2 separate regions of the Mus musculus genome follow, and region 1 is linked to region 2. A link is a contact called in public ChIA-PET data. All regions are on one chromosome and are shown on one strand. The core of a region is the stretch at or near the end of the contact, and the rest is flanking DNA. Distances in the headings are between cores, read along the strand shown. Region 1 has its middle 10 kb from the start of Gm33538. Region 2 overlaps Arhgef33 (Rho guanine nucleotide exchange factor (GEF) 33).

Region 1 (7,644 bases), core at 4,999-7,498, 450 kb before region 2:
GTAGTACCTTTTCCTGAGCACAAAGTGACCTCCTTCCCTTTACTGCAAGCCTATGAGAACTCAAATGTCTGCCTTTACAGCTTTAACTAGCACTTCCCCACCAGCAAGTGTATTGAAGAGGCCCCAGAAAGACTGTAGTAACCAAATATGAAAGGTAATAGAAAGACGCCAAACCAGCTAGGGCCAGCAGTCTGTGGGCAATCAGGACTACTTACTGCTGCTTACATCTAAATCCTTGATTTCATCTGCTGCCTCAGCCACCCCACACCATTTTTTCCTAGCTAAAAGCAGTAAGAAATGACACAGGCAGAAGATAGAAAGCAGTGTCTACAAATTAGTAGAAATGATGATATTGTAATATCTGTATGCTAGAAAAATAGCCCTTAATAGTGAGAGGAATATAGGTTGTCCCAGTTACAAATTGTATACTTTTTTTTCCATACATGGTCTTGCTATGTAGCCCAGGCTGGCCTAGAATGGGAGATCCTCCTGCCTCATCTCCCTAGTGCTGAATCACAGGTGCCCACTACCAGGATGCCTGCCCTGTTCAACATTTCATAACCTGGATAATTGCACCTAACTCACATTTTGGAAAGATGCACAACAGCAAGTCAGTAGATCTGGTTACCACCCAATAGGCAAGAGGTGCATTTCACCATTTTTGACGAGAATGAATGGGCACACACCAACTTTGGAAGTTGGTTTCTGCGAAAGAATGTGCACATCTGGAGAGCCAGGAAGGGTGGAAGGTGTTCAAGGCTCTCCAAGTCTCACTTCATACACTAGGTTCCTTCTCTTTTCTCAGCCTGGGAGGAGTTTCCTGGCAGTGGGTAGCCTATGCCAAGATGAATTTCATCATTCACATTCCTAATCCAAAATTGTCCTGGAGCTGGCCCTTAACCAGCTTGCTGCTAGATTTCTCCTACTTCCTGCCTTCAGGGGATGTCTAGGGAACACACACCACTGGCATGTGATACCTTGCAGCTATATCATAGGCTCTCTTGCTGCTCTGTTTATTTTGTGCTAAGAGACAGAACAAGCCAGAGTTAAGGAGCACAGATTGAAAAGTTAAATAGACTGGCTATGCTATCTACCTCCTTTAGCCCTCATCTTCCTGAATTATAAAAGTTAATCTTGTTCCTACATATCTCATAGGATCCTTAGGAGAAAATTGACTGCACACATTAAGTATCATCTCCAAGCTAAGGACTACTAGTTCAAGTATAATTTGTTTCTATCTTCAATTCATGAGGCATTATTAATTCCTTATTAAAAATGTAACAAGTGAAATGATATCCCCATGATCCTTTGGGCATGGCATGGCCATTGCACTCATGAACTTACAGAAGTTGTGTTTCACTGCACAAGATGAAGCCTGTGAACATTCCATCATGGATGGGGAAGGGGCTGATGAGGCTCCATAGCTCAAAGGGCCTCCCAGCTCCAGCTCCAGCACACTGGGTGGATAAGTTCCTCAAAGATGTTGAGAGTGACCTTCTCAACTCTTGATATTTTTGAAGGCTCCTTCACACTTCTGGTGACTGTAGAACCCAGGATGTCAAACAAAAGCATAACAAAGAATGGTTCAAGATGGTGGTGGCCAGTTGTTGTTTAGACCATTGCTAAGTAAGTATGAGAGAGAAACATTCGGAAATCAGGATTTATACCTTGTCAGTACCTCCAAAGTCCAGCTGTTCCTGAAAACAGAAGCAGCAAGGTTGGTAAAGGTGTGAACCGATACCACCATGCAGGCCTTCATAGTGGAACCCTTTACAAATTCAAAGGTATTCGTGATAATAACAGCAGCTTCCTCACAATGGCTGTCAACTTATTATCAAGCATTAATTTGAGGATCTCAGAGTTGTTATGCATTAGAAATTTAGTCACTATTAAATTGCCCATGCGCAGGTAAATAACCCCTTACCCATGTTCATATAGACAATCCTCACTAACTATGGATCTCTCTCTCTCTCCCTCTGTGTGTGTGTGTGTGTGTGTGTGTGTGTGTGTGTGTGTATCTCTGTCTGTCTGTCTCTCCCTCATTGATACATATACAAAAACGTGAAATCATGAGGAGGCCCATAAAATGAGGTATGGCTACAATGCACCCGAGATTCTCTGTAAATTCCTGCATGTATTCCAACTTGAATGTTAGACTGATCTGCTCACAGCACTCACAGTCTGTTCCATCAGTAAGTGCCATCTTAATGCAGGTTCTTCAAGGCCATTCTGGCAGAATTCCCTCAAATGACTGGAACTTCCAGTGAGTTTCTAGGCAAAGCAGCCAACAAGACATGGGGCAATCTCTCTCTCTCTCTCTCTCTCTCTCTCTCTCTCTCTCTCTCTCTCTCTCTCTCTCTCTCTCTCTCCCTCCCTCTCTCTCTCTCTCTCTCTCTCCCTTCCTTTCTTCCTTCCTTTCTTTATTGTTCATTCATTTGTTTGTTTCAAGACAGGGTTTCTCTGTGGAGCCCTGGATTACTGAAACTCACTCTGTAGATCAGGTTGGCCTCAAACTCAGTGATCTTCCAGCCTCCTGAGTGCTGGGATCAGAGGCATGTGCCACCATAGTCTGGCCAGTTTTTCACTTTTATCCTTTGAGGAACTTGACTTCTGATCACACCAAATCACTGGAAAATCTGTTTCCTCAGATTCGCTATAGAATTCAAGACTTTGACCTCTGAATCCGGTACTTCTCTTAAGTTCTGGAATGGCAGGCCTATGAAACCATGCCTGCTGTCCCATGCCTGCTGTGCCACCATGCCTGACTTTGCAAACACTTTAAATGAAAATGAGAGAGAAAATCAGATGACAGAAAAAGTAACTACAGAGGAGGTGCCACTGCATTCTAAACGTGGCTGTATTTTCTTCATCATTCAACCCATGTACTGTAGCCTCTCTGAAAAACTAAGACTGAACAGGATCCTAAGATTATTCCCCCGTGTAATTCAGAAAGAACAAGCGTTTTTTTGTGGCACACCATCACCAGATTGGCTGGGATTGTAATATCAGCCTAGCCTTGACATTACCAGCTGTGTGAGCCTGGGCACACTGCCTGATCAATCAGAACGGAAATTCCATCCAAACTTGGAAAAGGAGCTTCATCCAAGAAATTTGCTGTGATGACCAAAGTGTGTTCAAGTTTTTCTATGGAGCAAAAAATACGTGGTGATAAGCTCTCGAGAAAAGAGAACACCGTGAACTGTTGAGGGGGGTGTAGAACGGTACAGTTACCAGCAGAAATCTGTGGCAGTTCCTCAAAAAATTAAAAATAGAATCATCTTGTGATCCAATTTTCCCACTTCTGTATTTATATTCACCGGAAATGAAGTCAGGATCACAGAGAGAGATCTCCACTCTTGGGTTTGTTCTAGCATTATTCACAATAGTTAAGCAAAAAAAACCAAACATCTGTCAACAAAGAAAGACAATATGGTGCATACACACTATGGGGGATTGGTTAGCCCACCACTTGCAGAGGACACTGCACTAAGAGAAACAAGTCAGTCACAGGAAAACAAATACTGTTTGTTCTCAGTTACATCAGGATCAATAGCAGCCATTCCCACAGAATCAGAGAGTACAAAATCGGTTGCCAGGAGCTAGAACTATGGGGAAGTGGAGAGAGGTCAGCAACTGGAATGCAGTTTCAGTTACACACATGAATAAATTCTCAAAGACAGTTTACTATATCATACTATATTCTTGAAATTTTGTCAGAGAGTAAACGTTAAGGGTTCTTACCATAATAAGAAAAGAATGAAAGCAAGAGACAGAAAGTGGAAAAGGGAGAGAGAAAGAAAGAAAGAGAGAGAAAGAGAGAGAGAGAGAGAGAAAGAAAGAAAGAAAGAAAGAAAGAAAGAAAGAAAGAAAGAAAGAAAGAGAGAAAGAAAAGGAAGAGGAGGAGGAAGAAGAAGAAGGAGAAGAAGAAGAAGAAGAAGAAGAAGAAGAAGAAGAAGAAGAAGAAGAAGAAGAAGAACAACAACAACAACAACAACAACAACAACAACAGAAGACAACAAGAACAAGAAGAGGAAGAAAAGAGGAAAGGAGGAAGAGGAGGATAGAGGAAAGGAAGAGAGAAAGTATAAAACAATAAGTTAATTTGTCTAGTTATAATGATTATTTCTCAAATATATTTATTCATCACAACAGCAAGTCATATACATATGCACTGTGTGTGTGTGTGTGTGTGTGTGTGTGTGTGTGTGTGTGTGTGTGTAAGTAGATCCTTATGTAGAGACCAGAGGACAATCACAGGTGTCATTCCTTTTGCACCCTTCCTTTGAGAGAGAGAGGGAGAAGAGGTATCTCAATGAACTAGAACTCACCAGGAAGACTAGGCTGGCTGCCAGAAGGCCCCAGTGCCACTCTTTTCTTTGTCTCTCCATGCTTGGATTACAAGGGTGTGTGTGCCACCAACACTTGGCATTTTTATGTGCATTGAGGTTGGTCTTGTGCTGCTATAATATTTCTTTTTACATACATGAGTTCTGGGGATCAAAGTCAAGTTCTTGTGTTTTCAAGGCAAGGTCTTCATTGACTGAGCTATGCACCACACATCCAATTCCTAGTGGTTGCCAATTACATCTCAATGGAGTAAAGCATTTTCCACAAAGAGGTTTCTCAGTAAACAGTGATGTTTCTTCAATAAATTTCTGTAATCTAAATGAAGAAACACGAGGCAAATATCCAGGTATTTCTTAAAACAATAGTTTTAATACAGAAGATAGACAGATAGATAGGTAGATAGATGGATGGATGGGTGGGTGAGTGGGTGGGTGGGGGGATGGATGGATGGATAGATGGAAGGGTGGGTGGATGGATAGATAGATAGATAGATAGATAGATAGATAGATAGATAGATAGATATCTCAGTATTGTTCACTTGAGGAGAAGAAGTCATAATCATTAAGTAATTTCCTAATGGCTCTTAGTCCATTTTCTGCTGGTATGAGAAGAAGAAAACCAACAACCTAGGTAATTTATAAAAATAGTAATTTATCTGGATCATAATTCTGAAAGCTATGATGTTCTTGAACATGATACTAGCATCCAGCAAAGGCCTTCCCACTATGTCCTTCCATGGTGGAAGGTGTTGGCTCCTCCCTTTTATAAGGGATTTTCTGCCTTCATCAAGGCCTTGATAGGACAGGGATGCTGTGATCTAGTCACCCTGAGGTCCCACCTCATTATACCATCATAATGGCAATTACATTTCAACCTATTTTGGAGGAAGGAACATTTAAATGGCAGCACAGTGACTAGAAGAAAAAAAACTAGTTGAGTCAATTACCCAATCATTCTGGTGGGAAAAGAAAGCTGCTCATGGCTGAAAGGTTTTTCATTCCTCTGTGAGTGCTGCTTAGTGCTTCAAGCTTTAATTTGTTCTAGTAACAGAGACGTGACCATTCCATTCCGCTTTGCCCAGGAACAACACGATTACCAGAGCACTTTTGTACAAACAGAACTCACTTGCAGCTAGTTATTCAAATATCCAGTGACAGCGTAATAAAAACCTAGTGCCTTCATTTAATTAAACACTCCAGTTGACTCTTCCCTGGAAGTGGTTGCCCATATTTGGAAACTGCTCTTTCACGATTTTTAAAATAGCACGTAACACCACGACAGTCACATATTAGAAGGAGCTCTCTGATCTGAAGGTGCCAGCGCAAGTGTGAAATGCATTCAGGGTGAATCCCTTTCCAGGAGGCGTCTATGTGCAGAGCTTTTTTTTTCAAGGGGTTTTCAAAACCACCACAAAGTGGCAAGTGAGGAGAAATTGCAGCAATGCAGATGGCAAACTTCAACCAACAGTGCGCCTTCCCACGGGCTGCAGCAAACTTACAAAGCAGTGAATTGAAGATTAAATCGTGAACCCTGAGCAGTATTACTTGTCCCCCCTATGATTAATGCCTGGCAGACACTGTGAGTCAGAATGTAAATACACACTAGTTTTGGTAGACCTCACAGGGTTTATACTTTGGTTAACCACAGCTGCCTCAGATCTACTACCGGAAAGATGTTTTGGAGAAATGAAACCAGACACCCGTCATGCATGTGACATTTTATTCATAATAAACAGAGCCCTCAGTGGGAAAAGACATTCTTACAATGGTCTTTGCACACTCGTTAAAAGTATACCTATAATATCTCACGCCTTCATAAGTAGAGGCCACGCAAGGATTTTCCTTTATGTGATTAACTTTAATGTATACGTTTTGGGGTGCCTTTTTTGAACTGGGTTGCCGATGTGCTATCTAGTAAAAGGGATCTCTCACATACATACCAAAGCATGTGCTATAAATGAGAGGGGCCACAGTTAGAATTAATTAACAATAGTGAAGCTCTTGCTTGTACATTTTGCCAAACATTAGCCCAAGTGATTTACTGGAATTGTTTAATTTTATTGGCAATTTCAACAGAACAGAATTCCACTGTCCCAGATTAAAAGAATTGACAGACTTGGCCAATCTAATGGTTGATAAAGAATTCAATACCCAAATGGGAAAACAATGTTTTCATAGATGTTTTTCTGGAAATTTACAAAATCGAGATTCCCCCCACCCCCCGCCCCCAAACTACCTACACACAGGAACACACAAAACACACATCGCAAGCATCGACACCCTGTAAGCAACTTAACTGTTTCATTGTCCATTTGTGCACTCTGTTTCTGACATTCCCTTTATTCCAGAAATTATTCAGCCTACCCACTCTTTTAATTAATTTTTATGTGTATGGGTATTTTGCTTTCATGTGTGTTCAGTGCCCAAGAAATCCTGGAGAGGACATCAGATCCCCCGGGCACTGGTGTTAATAAAACAGCTGTGAACTACCATGTGAGTGCTGAGAATTGAACCCAGGTCCCCTAGAAGAGCAGCCAGTGCTCTAACCACTGTGCCATGTCTCCAGCCCCCTATTTATCTCTCTTAAATGACTAGTCAGGTTGGTTTACTATCAAAGTAAGAAGTCTTTTCTGGAGCTTGGAGATAAAACCTGATGATGCCATACCCAGGAGAAGATACAGAAAAGATCCTTCTGCACTGTTTGTAAGATAGAAAATGGCCAAGTGTGGTAAAGCCAGCTTGCAACTCCAAAATTCAAAAGGCTGAGACAGGAGGATCACTTCTAGTTCACAGCCACATTGTGAGTTCAAGACCAGCCTGACCTACATGGTGAGACTCTGTCTCAAAGCACATAACAACAACAAAAAGATTGTTTAATGACAGTTTTAAAAATTCATTGACAAGCGGGTAAAGAAATTGTGGCAATTTTTAAATGTTATTAATTTAGTTGAGTTGACGCTAGTGCTCGGGAGGCAGAGACAGTGGGATTTCTGTGAGTTAGAGGCCAGTCTGGTCTACAGCCACGGCTATATAAAGAATCCCTGTCTCAAAAAACAAAATGAACAAACAGAAAAGATTTAGAGTCTCAAACAATGAAATGAAGAATGCGCTCATCTTTGTAATACTTGTCCACGGTGTTAATAACTAAGTCTAACAGCCAAAAGGTTTGAGGCAAGCAGCATGTATCTTTTCTCATTCTGCTAGCAAACTTCTCACATCTGAGGAAAACAAAGCTTACAGAAGCAACTTTCCCCCTCGCCTTCAGTTCATCCTTCAAGACAAAGCACTTCTTACGTCC
Region 2 (7,044 bases), core at 2,216-4,715:
TCATTTACATTTCCAGTGCTATCCCAGAAGTCCCCCATGCCCTCCCCACACCCACACCCACTCCCCTACCCACCCACTCCCACTTCTTGGCCCTGGCGTTCCCCTGTACTGAGGCATATAAAGTTTGCAAGTCCAATGGGCCTCTCTTCCCAGTGATGGCCGACTAGGCCATCTTCTGATTCATATGCAACTAGAGACACAAGCTCTGGGGTACTGGTTAGTTCATATTGTTGTTCCACCTATAGGGTTGCAGACCCCTTTAGCTCCTTGGGTACTTTCTCTAGCTCCTCCATTGGGGGCCCTGTGATCCATCCAATAGCTGACTGTGAAGGATTTTCTTTTTAAAATCTGTTTCTGCTCTTCAAAAGCAAAGGTTATAAAATTGTAAATATAGGGAAACAGAAACTTGGAAAATTGCATCTGAAAAGGGAAGGCCGGACTGTCATGAAATTAGCTGAAGAACTACACTGTAAAATTAACAGGGATCTGAAGAAGACCGCGGGCTCTCCTGCCCCTCCCCCAGGGTGACCTAGAATACTCACCCTCCTTCCCTACATACACGTACAATTACAAAAACTCAGGCTTGCCTATTACTTTCCAATTACTGCTGGGACCAAAATGGAAATGTTGGCACTTCAGGGAATTGAAATTAATTGAAAGCAGACTTGAGTTAATCTCCACTTCAGTGTCCTTTGCTGAATGGGTCTTCAGTGCATATTTCTAATTTAGTAGAACAAGAACTTTCTGTGTTGGGGGAAGGGTGCCAAGGAAATATTTCCCCAAAACTTAAATAATTCATCAGAACAAAGCCTGCAGACATGATCAGAAAGGAAAGTCTATATAACCTCTGTGATGTCCAACAACTACTGAAGACATTGTGCGAAGCATGCATTGGTGTTCATTTGTCCCTATGTCAGCTAAAATCAACGTCACTTGATGATGAGTAACACTGGCTTGTGTGTCATCATTTTTAACGCAAAGTCAGAAACATTGTACTTGGTCATCAGTGGGCACAGTGTTTACCCCCAGTCATTTCCCACAGACTGAGCCTCACCTCAGAGCGTGCCCTCCCTACACAAGCCGTACCACCTCACATGGCGGTTAGTTTTCTAGTTTTCTGGGTTTAATTGCTTCATGCCACAGCAACTACCCTTAAAAAAAAAAAAGCACAGCAAAATAAATAAGTAAATAAAAAGAGATAAAGCATTGATTCCTTTGTGGACTCTGTACTACTTGATTTCTGGTTTATGGTTGTTTTGTTTTGAGAGAGAAAAGATCTTGCCATGAAGATCTGGCTGGCCTGGAATTCGACTTGGGGCCCACGATGGCATCAAACTCAGAGCAGCCCTCTTGCCTCAGCCTCCCAACTACTTTTAGGTCTTTGAGTAAAACAGATTGAGTAGATGATTTTAAAAAGCGAGGGAGCCTGACTGAGTGATGAGGGAAAGACTGAGGGAAAAGGAGAGGAGGAAGAGCGGTTGGGGCACTGAGGCAGCTGGTAATGATGCCTGATGACCTAATTCCAGCAATTTGTCCTCTGACCTTCACATAGTGTACCGTAGATGCATGCTCCCCCGCCACTACCACCACACACACACACACACACACACACACACACACACACACACACAAGGAGGGGACTGTGGCTGACAACTCAAAGAACACCGAACTGGGCTGATGAAATGCAGTGTGTACTTTCTGACAGATAACTTCACTTGTTTGTGTATCCTCAGACAGAGCCCCATTAAGTAGCCCCGATTAGCCATAAACTTGGAATTCTTCTCACTCAGCCTGTCACACCAGCACACCTGACACTAAGTAAAAGTTAGGTGGCGAGATGGGCTGCATTCTAGACATTGGAGAATTGGTTCCTTTAAAAGCTGAAAAGAAATTAAGCAGAACAAATATCTGTGGGAAGGACCAAAAGGAGGGTAAGCCAGGTTCGGGGTCACACGCCTGCAATCTCAACCCTCTGGAGGCTGAAGCAGAAGGCTTTTTGAGTTCAAGGTCAGCTCAGGCAACATCACAACACTCTGAGAAGAGGAGGGGAGGGGAAGGGAAGTGAGAGGAAAGGAGGGGAGTATGGGGGGGGGGAGAAAAGGACGGTCCGTTATCGATCCTTTCAAATAAAGTCCAAATAATATCCTAGGAAAGTCTTAGAGATAGCAATGACTTGTATATAATCTCCTGCAAGTAAGATGTAATATGTAAACCACTGAGGTCGTTTTAGGATTCTGATATTAAATCTACTCTAAGATGATGAATTCTCACGTATCTTAAATAAAATACCATAAACAACGGATAGTACTGTGACAAATATAATTTGCTCTAGAATATCTTTATAAGTCTGTTCATATAACTCTGTAATCAACATAATAAAAGGAAGCAAGAAGTATAATGTGACCCCTGGAAGTCACCTAATGAGAGAAAACAAATCTCACAGTGTGTAAGTACACGGGGTTTAAACAACGCTGTCATGAGGGCTGAAGAGATGGGTTAGCACTGGCTGGCTGCTTTCAGAGGACCCAGGTTCAATTCCCAGCACCCACGTGGTAGCTCAAGTCACATGTAACTCGAGGCCCAGGTAATCTGACTCCTTTCCTGGCTTCTGTGGGCGTCAGGCGCAGAGTGAGTTACATAGACATGCATGCAGGCAAAGCACTCATACATGGGAATTTTCTAAATGCATAAATGAAGGCATCTCAAAGATAATGTGTTTTTTACGCCTATGTCAAAACTGAATCACCAAATATATAGCTAGCTTTGACTACACATCGGGCTCCTCAGGTGAGAGCACTCAACCTCCTCCCCGCTCCAACCACACTCCCCAAAGGGCCTCAGGTGCTCTCAAAAAAAAAAAAATCTGAGAAAGCAATGTGAATTTTCACCCAGCAGACTATGAGAAACATGGTATTTACTACAGATGCCATTCAAAATAATGATTAGAAGAGTCATTCAGGGGTCAAGTGCGGGTCCTGGGTTTGTTTCCCAATACCAAAACTTAGTGGATAGACTGGCGAGGAAAACAAAACTATTTTATTCTATCAGCAGCGCAAAGTTCCCCTAAGAGAAAGCCTGCACCCAGCAACGGGCTTGAAGAACCAAGAGTCAGCAGGACTCCTAGACAACTCTCACTTTCCAAACCAACTCTGGTTCCCCACCACAGCCCTGGTGTGTCCAGAGCCAGCGGGAATCTAGAGAAAGCACTCAGAGCGGACCATTCCTTAGCTCAGGAGCACAGATCTTCCTTATATCAGAATGTGAACGGCCATTGGTCCTCCGAGCTACTCCATTGCCACGTTATTATCTTGCTTACTTGGGATTGGGTAATTTGGCTGAGTTGATGTGTCAAGACCTGGCAGGAAGAGAAGCGTGACGGCCTGCTCTCTCACGGCCAGTGCCTGCTCTGAGGTGAATGAGTACATGTTTAAGCCTCGTGTGAGATAACACAACTCATCAAAACTCAGGCCCTTCTTCCGGGGGCCCCTCTGTCTCTTGTTGTTGCTTGGTATACCTGAGTGTGTCAGAGTGGCTTTTGATAGCCTGGGTATTTCCTGAGCTGTGGTTCTGGCAGGAAGGTTCTGTGGCTCTTTCTACCCTGACTAGATTTTTTTCTGTCTCTGTCTCTCAAACATGTTGCCCAGCTGGACTCAGCTAAGGAGAAGCCTCTCAGGGGCTCTCAGTGAGAGGGAAAGCTCATGCCTTTCCTTCCAGCCCATGGGAGATCTCTGTGAGTTCAAGGCCAACCTGATCTATATAGTACGTTCCAGACCAGCCAGGGCTACATAGTGGGACTCTGTTACAAACAAACAAACCATCAATTTAAATAAAAAACAAAGTGACATCGCACCTGGTAAGGCCACCTGCAAGTGAAGAAGAACAACTAAAGACCCTTAGAGATATTCAGAGGGACAGTCCTGGCCTCCAGAGAAAGTTTCCTCCAGCCAGGAAAAGCCTGTTTGCAGAGACAGGGGTGGAGATCAATTGGGGGAAACTAAGTAGTCAGTCAGTCGTCCTGGGGAATTACCCCATCTGCTGAAGCAGAGAAATTTCAGGTCTCGCAAGTCCCAAATGAGGTGGCTGAGTCCATGCACTTTGTAAAATAGCTCATCAGCCACCAGGGCCTATTCTAGGTGAGAGGGGAAAGCAGGTTATTGCTGCCTCTCCTGGGAGAAGGTTTTTCATCATTCCGATAAAACGGCATCCAATTTGGATCTGCCTTTGGCACTTTGGGGGCTGCTAGGAAAACAGTAAAATGCAGTCTTCAGAGTGATTGTACCTTCCCACCATTGCCCAAGTGAGCAGACTCCAGAAGCTGGGAATCAGAGACAAAGTTTGGAAAATCTCTAACTTCAGAAACACATGGGTCATAGTCAGTGTACCCTGAGGGCCAGTGATACCCTGTGGCCACTAATACTGTTACCTCATCCCTCAGAGTCCTCATCTACAAGTCATGTGCAGCTCACCTAAAGACCTCAGTCCTTACAGGTCCCTGCCTGAACCCCCAGCCTCAGGCAACTCAAGTCCTGCTCACCCCCAAAGGGCAGCTATCCCCCATGGCCTCCAGGAAGTGGATGGTGCAGATTTTTGTTTGTTTTGTGAAGCCGGATCTCTAGTAGCCCAAGCTTTCTGTGCGGTGGAGGATGGCACTGGGCTGAACCGGTGATCCCCCTGCCTCTGCTTCCTAAGTGCTGGGATTATAGGAGTACACCTCCACCTTTCTTTTTATGCAGTGCCGGGGTTAAGTGCACGCTTGACAAGCCCGCTACCAGCTCTACCCTAACCCTGCCTCGTGGTTAACTGTCACCTCTCCTTACTAACTCATCATTCTTAGAACCCAGTGGCACAGACTTAAATATAAAACAGTCCTTATCTTAGACAGGCTCAGCTAACCTTGGCTAAGCTCCAACTTGTTACATAGCCATGGAACTTCTGCTCTTCCTGCCTCCACCTCCTGAGTGCTGAGATTATCCACGCCTCACCAAGCTTACATTTTCTTAATCAATGACCAGTGTGTATTTTCTTCATTACTTTTATTATTTTATATTTTCATCTTATTTCATGTATGATTTCCCCTGCCCCAGACTAAGACCAACTGAATCCAACCTATTCTTTTTTAGAGAATGGGTAAGACTTGACACATTGGTACAAGTCACAATGGTAAACTTGACCTATAAGGAATACTCCTGGCTAAGCCTCCTGAGTACTAAGAATACAGGCATGCACTCCACACCAGACTATAGTCAAATGCATACCTATCTTACAGTTAGTTGGCTGTTTTCGGAACAAAGAGAAGAGGACAGCCCTTCTATCAAGAGTCCAGAACAAGAACAGACAAACTCTATCAAGTTGTCCTCTGACCCCCACGTATGTGTCTTCTGTACTCCTTGCCCCATACAAATAAGTAATGACTGTAATGACCAAAGGCAAAGGGGGCCCAGAACTGAACCAGGTGTGACAGTGCAGCCTTGGGAGGCTGAGGCATGGTGAAAAGTTCCAGGCCACCCTAGGTTACATAGTGAGACCTTTTCTCAAGTAACGCTGTAATACGTGGCAGCTAGATTATGTTCAAATTCCTCAGTGTCTTGTTTTAATTTCCTGATTTGGAACAAGTTAGGACACAAATTAGTAAACAATAGGACAGCGGGCACTGTAGCACACACCTGTTGGCTCACCTAAGTCCGGGAATTCAAGGCCAGCCTGGGAAACATGAGAGAGACCCTGACTCTAGAAGTGAGTAAAGTGCTCCACCCTCTCCCTCCTCACTGAAGTACATATTTCTTGTCTCTCAGAAAGTTGGAAAGAAATCCCACTCAAAGGCCCTATAACTCTAAAACGCTGAGGCTCATTCAGCAGGGCTTCTCCAAGCATTGCTCAGTGGCATGGGGTACCACACCAAAGAGTCTCTTCCTGGCCCATGCACCCCCATTAGTCCTCTCTCTGTCTCTGTCTCTGTGTGTGTGTGTGTCCCTCTCTCTGTCTCTTTATCTTTCACTGTCTCTTCCCTCTCCCCCTTCCTCTCCCCCCTCTCTCCCCCCTCCCTCTCCCTCTCCCTCTCCCCCTCCCTCTCCCCCTCCCCCTCCCCCTCCCCCTCTTCCTCTTCCTCTCCGTTCCCCCATTCTCCCCTCCCTCATTGACACTGTAATCCAAGCTGGTTATGCTAAGCAGCTCATAGTTGTTCTTTTCTAGGTCTTCTTGTTTTGGTTTGGTTTTAGTTGTTTGATTTTAGCATTCAGGTAAAAGTAGGAGAAACTGATTTGTTTGTTTATTTGTTTTCTCCTCCTCCTCCTCCTCCTCCTTTTCTGGTAACTGAATAGCCTAGGTATATTTAACTTTCTCTTGCTGTTCTGTGGTCACTCACATTCACCCTCTTGGCATTAGGTTGATCATCTTTAGCCTATCTGCCTTTGGCTTTTACAGCTCTGACCCCAGCACTGCCACTGAGCCCAGGCCCAGAGTCTCCATCTCACCCTTACCAGCCTGACCCCAGCGCTGCCACTGAGCCCAGGCTTGGAGTCTCCATCTCACCCTCACCAGCCTTACAATCCACCAGTCGCGAGCCGTAGCCTCAGTTTGTCCACCACCCACACTCTGACTTCCTCTCTCCTTTTCCTATTACCTGGACTCTCCTCCTCAGCCTTCTCCAGCTCTCACTTTGCCAGACTCTAAAGGAGGAGCCGATCCTTCCTTTGTAGAAACAGCAGAGAACAATGCAGTGGAAGCCATGATTTTGTGCCTTTGTCCCATGTCACAACCTCACTTTCTAAGCTATCATAAACTTGAATGAAGTCTGTTTTCCCTTCTACTGCCCACAGCTCCCATTCTGTGTCCTTACACAGACTAGAAGCTCAGTAAAAATACATTGACAATGGAGCTGCCCAAGCAGTCAACAGTATTTATCACTCATCTCTCCAAGTTAATTGCTAACAATGAGTTCAATTTCCCATTATCTGAAAATCTGGCAATCAGCAACGATGGGTGTAGAAGCTAAGGAAAAAGAATTGGCAAGATTATAACAATAGGACAGAGTTTTTAAATATTGTC

The links. ChIA-PET counts read pairs in DNA pulled down with a chosen protein or histone mark.
Region 1: an RNA polymerase II ChIA-PET map of memory CD8 T cells shows a contact between it and region 2, with 9 read pairs. The contact joins two enhancer-like sites.

The regions. Positions count from the first base shown.
Region 1 is chr17:80,771,020-80,778,663 of GRCm38.p6, reverse strand. No RefSeq gene overlaps it. Among named protein-coding and RNA genes, the nearest start is that of Gm33538, 10 kb to the left of the region's middle. Within about 2 kb of position 6,248, at least 107 of the 459 cell types and tissues checked have an H3K27ac peak or open chromatin away from gene starts, as enhancers often do. A contact at or near this core is called in memory CD8 T cells, where this site is marked.
Region 2 is chr17:80,320,237-80,327,280 of GRCm38.p6, reverse strand. All of the region lies in intron 1 of Arhgef33 (Rho guanine nucleotide exchange factor (GEF) 33), which reads right to left. Among named protein-coding and RNA genes, the nearest start is that of Arhgef33, 16 kb to the right of the region's middle. Within about 2 kb of position 3,465, at least 39 of the 459 cell types and tissues checked have an H3K27ac peak or open chromatin away from gene starts, as enhancers often do. A contact at or near this core is called in memory CD8 T cells, where this site is marked.